3 separate regions of the Sus scrofa genome follow, and regions 1 and 3 are each linked to region 2. The links are chromatin contacts, called in public promoter capture Hi-C maps. All regions are on one chromosome and are shown on one strand. The core of a region is the stretch at or near the end of the contact, and the rest is flanking DNA. Distances in the headings are between cores, read along the strand shown.

Region 1 (2,700 bases), core at 118-2,617, 170 kb after region 2:
GAAAACGGGTAGTTGGATATAGAGACTTGAACAAATTTAGGTTTGAGTTTGTGCAAGTGCATTGCATCAAAAGACGTGGAATGACTTACCTCTCTTTTTATGTTACCCTCACTGGTGGTCATCGCCTGGACCCCATTGTTTCTTTAGGAGTTGAAGTGATGTTCTGTTTATTTATTAACTAGACTGTCTATAAAGAGGAAAATGCCCTTTTCTGCAGTTGGTTTACTCTGAAGTACAGTTTGTGCAGAAAAAAGCATGATTCATGTTTATTTCCTTTCATCTATCCATTTTTGAATAATAATTTGGTTTCCTGCCATCTTCCAAGGACGACAACCAGTAAAATTTTTGTGGAGGGGGCAGTGGGTATGATTAAGAAGTCATTGGGCGTTCCCGTCATTGCTCAGTGGTTAACCAACCTGACTAGGAACCATGAGATTGCCGGTTCGATCCCTGGCCTTGCTCAGTGGGTTAAGGATCTGGTGTTGCCGTGAGCTGTGGTGTAGGTCGCAGATGCCGCTCAGATCGCGAGTTGCTGTGGCTGTGGTGTAGGCCAGTGGCTATAGCTCTGACTAGACTCCTAGCCTGGGAATTTCCATATGCCGTGGGAGCAGCCCTAGAAAAGGCAAAAAGACAAAAAAAAAAAAAAAGTCGTCATTGGTTTATTAAACATATTTGAGTTAGTCAAGCCGTTGAAATTCTTCTCTTTTTTTTCCGCACCTGCAGTGTGCAGATATTTCTAGGCCAGGGATTGAGCTCAAGCTATAGCAGAGACGAATCCTCCGCCACTAGGCCACCGAGGAAACTTCACTGAAATTCTTTTCTGTGCTCAAGTGTCATTTTTGATTATTTGATTAGTGGAAGTCTCTTCAAGCTTGCTCTTGAGTCCTTTTGCCTTGACTATAGTTTTAAAATTTCTTTTTTTTTTTTTGTCTTTTTTTGTCTTTTTTTTGCTATTTCTTGGGCCACTCCCACGGCATATGGAGGTTCCCAGGCTAGGGGTTGAATCGGAGCTGTAGACGCCGGCCTATGCCAGAGCCACAGCAACGCGGGATCCGAGCCGCGTCTGCAACCTACACCACAGCTCACGGCAACGCCGGATCGTTAACCTGCTGAGCAAGGGCAGGGACCGAACCCGCAACCTCATGGTTCCTAGTTGGGTTTGTTAACCACTGCGCCACAACGGGAACTCCAGATTTCTTCTTTCTCACCATTAATGTTTAATGGGAGCCTGTGCTTTAAATTTTACTAGAAGAAATAACCGTAATTTGAGCTCATGATTCTACACAATTTTTGACTGACCCACCCACCCCCTGGAAACATATGACAGTGTCTGTAGTCATTTCTGGTTGTCACAGAAATGGGGAGGAGGGTGTTGCTTGCACCATGAGGAGAGACCAGGGATGCTGCTGCTTATCTACAGTGCACAGGAGGACTCCTCACAACAAAAAATTATCGAGTTCCAAGTATCAGTAGTGCTGTTGTTGAGAAACCTTGACATATGCAAATTTAGCTAGCGTTTGTGTAGCATTTTAACAGTTTTTGAGGTCATATTATATCTCCCCAAATCCCATGACATTAGGATTAGGGATCCCTTATTAGTAAAATAACTCATCATCCCATATGGTGAGTAAATTTGAGGAGATCATACAGCTAACAATAGACTAGAATTTCATATCAGTGGTCTTTACGGTCTATGTTCTTTCTTTTATTCCCTTCTGAGTTAAGACCAGATGCTGTTCTAAGTGATTTTTATCCTCAAAACAACCTTATCCGATAGGCGTCTTTTACTGTGAATGCAGCCATTAGGTAGCTTGTCTAAGGTCATACAGCTAGTAGCAGAGTTAGGGCACAAACCTAGACAGCCAGACCCCATAGCCCACACTTTTAATTGCTGTATGTCGACCCACAATTTTTCTTTTGCAGTCTAAGAACAACGTTTGTTTTATATTTTAATCTTTATTTCCTTTGGAGTTTATTTTGAAGTGAAGTAGGAATTCAAATTCTATTTTTCCTGAAAAATCATTTTTTTTAAGCTGATGAATTTAGAAATATTAGTTGTGTTAAACATTATATATGCTTTTTTTGTTTAATTAAATTTTCTGTTTCTTAACCAATAGCAGATTTCTTAAAATACTGCACTTTTTATTGTTGTTGTTGTTGTTGCTTTTTAGGGTTGCACCACGGCATTTGGAAGTTCCCAGGCTAGGGGTCAAAATCGGAGCCACAGCTGCTGGCCCACAGCAATGCCAGATCCGAACTGAGTCTGCAGCCTACACCACAGCTCACGGCAACACCAGATCCTTAACCCACTGAGCGATGCCAGGGATTGAACCACAACCTCATGGTTCCTAGTAGTATTCATTTCTGCTGCTCCACAATGGGAACTCCAAATTACTGTAACTTTTAAATACTTCTAAAATGTGGTAGGGCAAATCACTCTCTATCTTTGCTTATAAGAAAATTTCTGGGAACTTTCCCCCTTACCACTTACTCTTCTAGTTGTAGTTTTAAGATTATTTGTTTAAATTCCATTTGTCTTTTCTCCCCTGTATACCAAAACCTATTGAGTTTAAGATTAATTTGTAGAATGTTATTAATAATTAATAGCATTAAGCATTGTGCTTTAAATTTCTTTCTGTCTCTCTTTCTGCTTTTTTAGGGCCATGCTTTGCCTATGGCATATGGGGTTATATTCATGTA
Region 2 (2,798 bases), core at 160-2,659:
AGTAGAGTTCGCTGTGCTATACAGTAGGTCCTTGATGGTTATTTATTTTATATATAGTAGTGAGTATGTATTAGTCTCAAACTCCTACTATCCCTCCCCCATTGATCTTATTATTGAATGCATTTACTATAAAGCACATATATTACTATGCTACACTTTAAAAGATATTTTGAAAATTGTATTTTGCTATTACTGGTTTTCTTTGAATTCCTGCATATGTTTATTATGCATTTAAAAACATTCTGAGAAGGGTACATGGTTTGAAAAGGTTAAGAACTCTACTTTTTGGGTATTCTCTTTGTTTTCATTCTTATTGAGTAAGACTAAAGAGGGTCTCTGAAGTGAGTTGTAAGACCTGTGAGGCTCTCATAGTTTTATTATTTTTTTCTTTCCAGAGACCCTCCCTCCCTTAACTTTCATACCTCTGTTGGTAAGAATACTTTCATTATTCTGTTTTTCTTATCTCACGGACTCTCTTTCTGTTTCTTTTCCCACTCCTGACTTTTATTGTGGGTGTCTTTTAAATTTCTATCAGGAGTTTAATCTTTTAGCCTGCCATTGATCACTATATTTAGGTGGAGAGCTCTAAATCTCCCTTATTCCAGATTATCCACCCTTTCCCAAGTTCCATAGCTCTAGTAGCCTCTGGGACACATTCACTTGGTTTTACTACTGGTAGCTGGGACTGGACATATTAAAAACTAAGATTTCTTCCCAATTCTGCATGTTGTCCCACTTTGCCTGGACTACCATCTTATCTGTCCCCCTGGTTTTGCAACCTTATGATTATTTCAAAATTTAAGCCAATTAATTTCCAAAAAATGGGAATCTTTGTGAATGGTACAAAAATCGAAAGCTGCAAAAGGATATGCAGTGAAATGTAAGTCTTGCTCCCACCTGTTCCCCTCAGCTCCCCTCCCAGGAGGAAACCACTGTTACCAGTTCTTAGAGCGATTTTTGATTCTTTCTTATATTGGCTATATCTCAAGCCCTTCCTTGTCTGAGATGTGTGCCTTTTCCTCTCCTGGCTCTCATAACCTTATATCCGGTTGACTTTATATATAAGTATTTGTATGTGTATATTTTATATACATATATGAAATTTCCTCTCATGGCCTTCCGGCCTCAACTTTTCATCATGTAGCTTCCTGGATGAAGAACCTACAAGGGTGAGGGGCTGGGGTTGGGGGTGATGGAGAAGAGGATCTAAAGGGGACTTAGGTGGGGGTTCAGAGTGGCATACTGATGGGAAGCTCTGCCAGCATTTCTATTTCTTTTCCTTCCACCTGAGGCCCCCTTCCAGTCCTCCTATCCAAATGTCTCTTGTTTCCAAGAGCCGAGACAGAGACAGCGAGATAGAGAGACAGAGACGCCAAGGCACCAGCATCCCTCTCCCCCTCTGTCCCGCCCCACCGCTCTGACGGACATCCACCATTAGCCAATGGAGCCCCCGATGTCCCCCGGAAAGGCCAATGAGAGACAGAGGAGGGCGGAAGATTTCCCCGCCCCCACTTCTAGGCTTGGTTGAGCCGTGCAGGTAGGTCCGGGGCCGGGGTAGCCGCCGTTGGCACTGGTGCCCGGGGGGGTGGGGGCACAAGTCGGTAGGGGTGATGGTGGGGAAGAAGAGGCGGCCTCGACCTCTGGAGGCCGAGGGGGCGCCCCGGCCGGGAGGCGGGGAGCCGACGGGCCCGGGGAGCGGGCGCCGCCGAGGGCCCTGGAAACGGCTGGGCTGGGGGAGAGGGGACGTGTGTGTGGGGGGCATAGGGACCCCCGCCCCGCGCCCACCCGCAGGCCTGGGCTGCGGGCTCCCGGCTGAGGGGCCGGGGCCTGGTGCTCAGGGGGCGGGTTGGGCCGGGCCCGGGGATGGGGGCGCCGAGCAGAGCCCGGAGCGCCAGGCCGAGCCGAGGTGGGACGGACCGACGCGGAGAGGACGGGAAGCTGCATCCTGCGGGCCGCCCCCTCCTGAAGCGAGTCAGGGCAACCGCCACAGGCGCCTCTGCTCAGAGCCCACTCTCCTTATCGTCCCCTTCCCAACAATGGGTTTGGGCCAGGAAGGAGTCGCCCCACTGCGGGAAGGTGAGGGGGGTAGGTTTGGGACTAGGGTCCAAGGTGGGGGAGGGGTGGGAACTCGAGCTGTCCCCTTCTCCTCACCGGTTTGCTTTTGCGGTGGAGATCATGGAGTGGCTTAAACCCTCCCGAGACTGGGTCAAGAGTCAAACTGCCCCCCCCCCCACCTAACCCCTCCCCAATCCGACGAGCGGTGAGGAAAGTGATGCCAAGTCTTCGAAGCTGCTGTGATAAACGCATAGCAAGAACAAATCCACTCCAGAGGTTTTATTTTTAATTTTTCTTAGAAATGAGGGTACTATAGTCTTTAAATTTTAAACATTTATTTTAGAGAGGTGGGTGCTGTATTTTTGTCCCTATTCGGGCAAGCCTCCATTTTAAGTAAAACAGTAACTGGTTAAGCTGGAATTTTCATTCAGGCCTAGGACTTGAACAGGGATCCTACAAGAGGTCATTTAATCCATCCTCCTGCCTCCAGACAACCCTGCCTCCCTCCCATCCCCAGAATTAAGTTATTTGGTCTGCTTTTAAAGATCTCTAGGCAAGAAAGATCTCTTATTTGTTTATAACACTTCGATCAAGAATGGATTGTATTTTTCATGTAGAATGGGCTCTGCAACTTAAACTTAAGGAAATTTAGGACAATCAGAATGATCAGAGAGGTTTGATTTATTAAGTGAAATTAAAGGGTCTTTTTTAGGTGATCTATTAACAAGTTACTTTTTAATAGT
Region 3 (2,700 bases), core at 152-2,651, 220 kb after region 2:
GGAGTTGCAGCTGTAGGCCTACACTACAGCTGCAACACTGGATCCAAGCTGCATCTGTGACTGATGCCACAGCTTGAGGCAATGCCGGATCCTTAACCCACCCACTGTGGGGCCAGGGATTGAACCCGCATCCTCACAGACACTGTTGGGTTCTTAACCCACTGAGCCACAATGAGAACTCCCATATGTTTTTTCCTCGTTCCAATCCCACAAAAAAAGGCAAAAGCTTTTGCAGGATTTGGCAGGAGACATAAGGATATTTACAAAGCAGACCTGAATTACTGTTAGTGGTCAAATTAAGGCAATACCCTTTACAGAATGGTAGATTTACAAAAAGGAGAAGAAAGGGCAATGGATGGCATTATGAAAATGGAATCCTAAAACTTAATTTCTCAGCTGAGTAAATGTAAAGTATTGAGCCTCAGCTCTGGGCAGACACTGAAAATACCCATCAAGGAAAAAACGTTTTGGAGGCTCCGATTTTTGATCCAGAGGTCTCCTAATCCAGGGACATATTCCTGTGGTCAGGGTTTGATCTGGAGGAGAGGCTGGGGTGGGGTGAGGCTAGGAGTGGATCCACTTTGGTTTAATCCATTTCCCGGACAACCCCAAACGGTTCCAAACTCTCATCAGACCTTGTTCCGGTTCTGTTTGGGCTCAGATTTCTCAAGGTGCTCCAGATGGCCCAGCCCTCCCCCTCAGGAGCTCCCAGGCTGGCCCAGTGTCTTCAGGCCACCGTCACATCCCTGGGGACGCATAGGGTTGGGCCTGGCTTGGCCTCAGTAGGGTCAACAGGCTCAGTGCTGAGGCTTGGGGGCTGGTGGGAACTTAACATGGGTCGGCACCGGACACCATAGCAAGCTATTTCTTCAAGCCCAGGATGGTCAGCCTGAAAACTGACCCAGAAGCTCAAACTATTTACATTGTTCTTTTAAACAGTAGCTGCTGCCAAGCTTCTTTAAAATGATGGGATTTACACCAGATTTTTCAGAAACACAGATGCTGTGTACAGGGAAAGTGCCCAGAGGGTCTTGGAGTTATAGGCCTGTCCCAGAGGAGGATCTGCAGAGCCTGACACTTCAACTCAAGTTCTGCTGAGTCTCTGGCCCTGATCCAGGACAGGCAAACTATTCTAGGTACAGACTCACATTTTTTACTTCACATAAGTGTTCTACACACACACATACACTTTTTGAAATGAGACCTGAAACTTTGTCAGCAAATACAGCGGACTCACATCACAAAATACTTCAGTTCTCGGGAATGAGACGGCCGCCTACAGCGTGCCATTGCCATCTTGTGGCCATCTGGAATATTGCAGCCCAAGGCTTTCCAAGCCCTGCAGCTGTGTCCTGTCTGGGGCCTTCACCTCCCAGCTACCGTGACTTTGGCTCCATCTGCTGGAAGTCCACCAGACCACCCTCCCCCTCCTCCCCACACCATGCTCTGGTCATGACTCTGCATGTCCCTTCTCACCTTGGCAGCCACAGGGAGCCCCCTAGTTCTTACCTGGCAGCCTCGGCCCCAAATGAGCTCCTCTCTCTCACCGTGGAAGGTACCTGGGACCCCTGTGCTCTCCGCTGACCACACAGAGCAGCTGCTGAGGTCGGTGCCGCCTTAATCTCGGCCAGGCCCACACTCGCCCCTCTTACTCAGCTCCGCCTCCATGACTCACTGCAGTGGAGCCTGAGGCTCTGCAGGCGGTGTCACCCACCACCCTCTGCCTTCTCCATCCTATCCCATCCTGTCCTGTCGGGCCAAATGCCCAGGCAGTTCACAGCAGAGCCAGCAGGGACCTCCCTCTACCAGCTGTTAACTCTCAGTTCTCCCGTAAACAAACGCAGCTCCAGCCCAGCCCACGCCCCTCTGCTGCCCCGGCTGGGCCTGTTTTAGCTTTAGTTTGCTTTTGCTCTCAGATAGCTTCAGGGGCAGTTTCCCACTAGTCTCTCTCCGTCTGGGTGGGTCTCCAGAACTCTGTGTTGGGGACTGTCCTCTCAGAGACCCAGTGATGATCCCCTCAAAGGGTCTGTCCTGTTTTCTCTGATTTGTTGGTGCAACTGGCATTGTGAGTGACACTCTAAACACAGGTGATTCTCAGGGTGGTGACTCTGGATGGTGCAGGTGACCTCCTCAGGGTGGATGACCACACAGGTGACCCTCAGTGTGGGGGACCATCGATGGTGCAGGCTGCTCCCTCCTGCGTGTGGCCGACCTCTCCTCCTGCCCCCCCCCTTTTTTTTTTTTTTTTGTCTTTTTGTCTTTTGTTGTTGTTGCTATTTCTTGGGCCGCTCCCACGGCATATGGAGGTTCCCAGGCTAGGGGTTGAATCGGAGCTGTAGCCACCGGCCTACACCAGAGCCACAGCAATGCGGGATCCGAGCCACGTCTGCAACCTACACCACAGCTCACGGCAACGCCGGATCGTTAACCCACTGAACAAGGGCAGGGACCAAACCCACAACCTCATGGTTCCTAGTCAGATTCGTTAACCACTGCGCCACGACGGGAACTCCATCCTGCCCCTTTTTATTAGCTCATGTGTCTCCTTCCCCAGCCTGGGCCTTGGAGGCAGGATCTCTTAGCATAGGGTCTGGCGCTCAGAGGTGCCCCAGAAATGTTGGATGAATGAATAAAGGAAAAAAGGGAGGAACCAGCTTTTGAGGCTATAGTATGTTCTCTTTTTTTTTTTTTTTTTTTTTT

What was found. Promoter capture Hi-C pulls out the DNA fragments that hold promoters and counts their contacts.
Region 1: a contact with region 2 is called in a promoter capture Hi-C map of fetal liver, with 2.2 times the contacts expected there. The contact joins the enhancer-like site here to the promoter of KANSL1 in region 2. A contact is called at or near these places in 2 of 5 promoter capture datasets (fetal liver and liver), 19 of 47 Hi-C or Micro-C datasets (alveolar macrophages, blood, embryonic fibroblasts and 8 more) and 2 of 2 datasets of contacts at active chromatin or transcription factors (alveolar macrophages and skeletal muscle).
Region 3: a promoter capture Hi-C map of fetal liver shows a contact between it and region 2, with 3 times the contacts expected there. The contact joins the enhancer-like site here to the promoter of KANSL1 in region 2. A contact is called at or near these places in 3 of 5 promoter capture datasets (fetal liver and liver), 18 of 47 Hi-C or Micro-C datasets (alveolar macrophages, blood, brain and 11 more) and 2 of 2 datasets of contacts at active chromatin or transcription factors (alveolar macrophages and skeletal muscle).

Annotation. Positions count from the first base shown.
Region 1 is chr12:17,071,579-17,074,278 of Sscrofa11.1, forward strand. The region is part of intron 7 of KANSL1 (KAT8 regulatory NSL complex subunit 1); the gene reads left to right. Among named protein-coding and RNA genes, the nearest start is that of MAPT, 140 kb to the right of the region's middle. Within about 2 kb of position 1,368, at least 1 of the 83 cell types and tissues checked has an H3K27ac peak or open chromatin away from gene starts, as enhancers often do. A contact at or near this core is called in fetal liver, where this site is marked.
Region 2 is chr12:16,900,202-16,902,999 of Sscrofa11.1, forward strand. KANSL1 (KAT8 regulatory NSL complex subunit 1) reads left to right here and starts at 1,410. Exons shown (of 15, transcript XM_013989925.2): 1 at 1,410-1,537.
Region 3 is chr12:17,115,645-17,118,344 of Sscrofa11.1, forward strand. The region is part of intron 7 of MAPT (microtubule-associated protein tau); the gene reads right to left. Among named protein-coding and RNA genes, the nearest start is that of MAPT, 94 kb to the right of the region's middle. Within about 2 kb of position 1,402, at least 50 of the 83 cell types and tissues checked have an H3K27ac peak or open chromatin away from gene starts, as enhancers often do. A contact at or near this core is called in alveolar macrophages, embryonic fibroblasts, epiblast stem cells and 6 more, where this site is marked.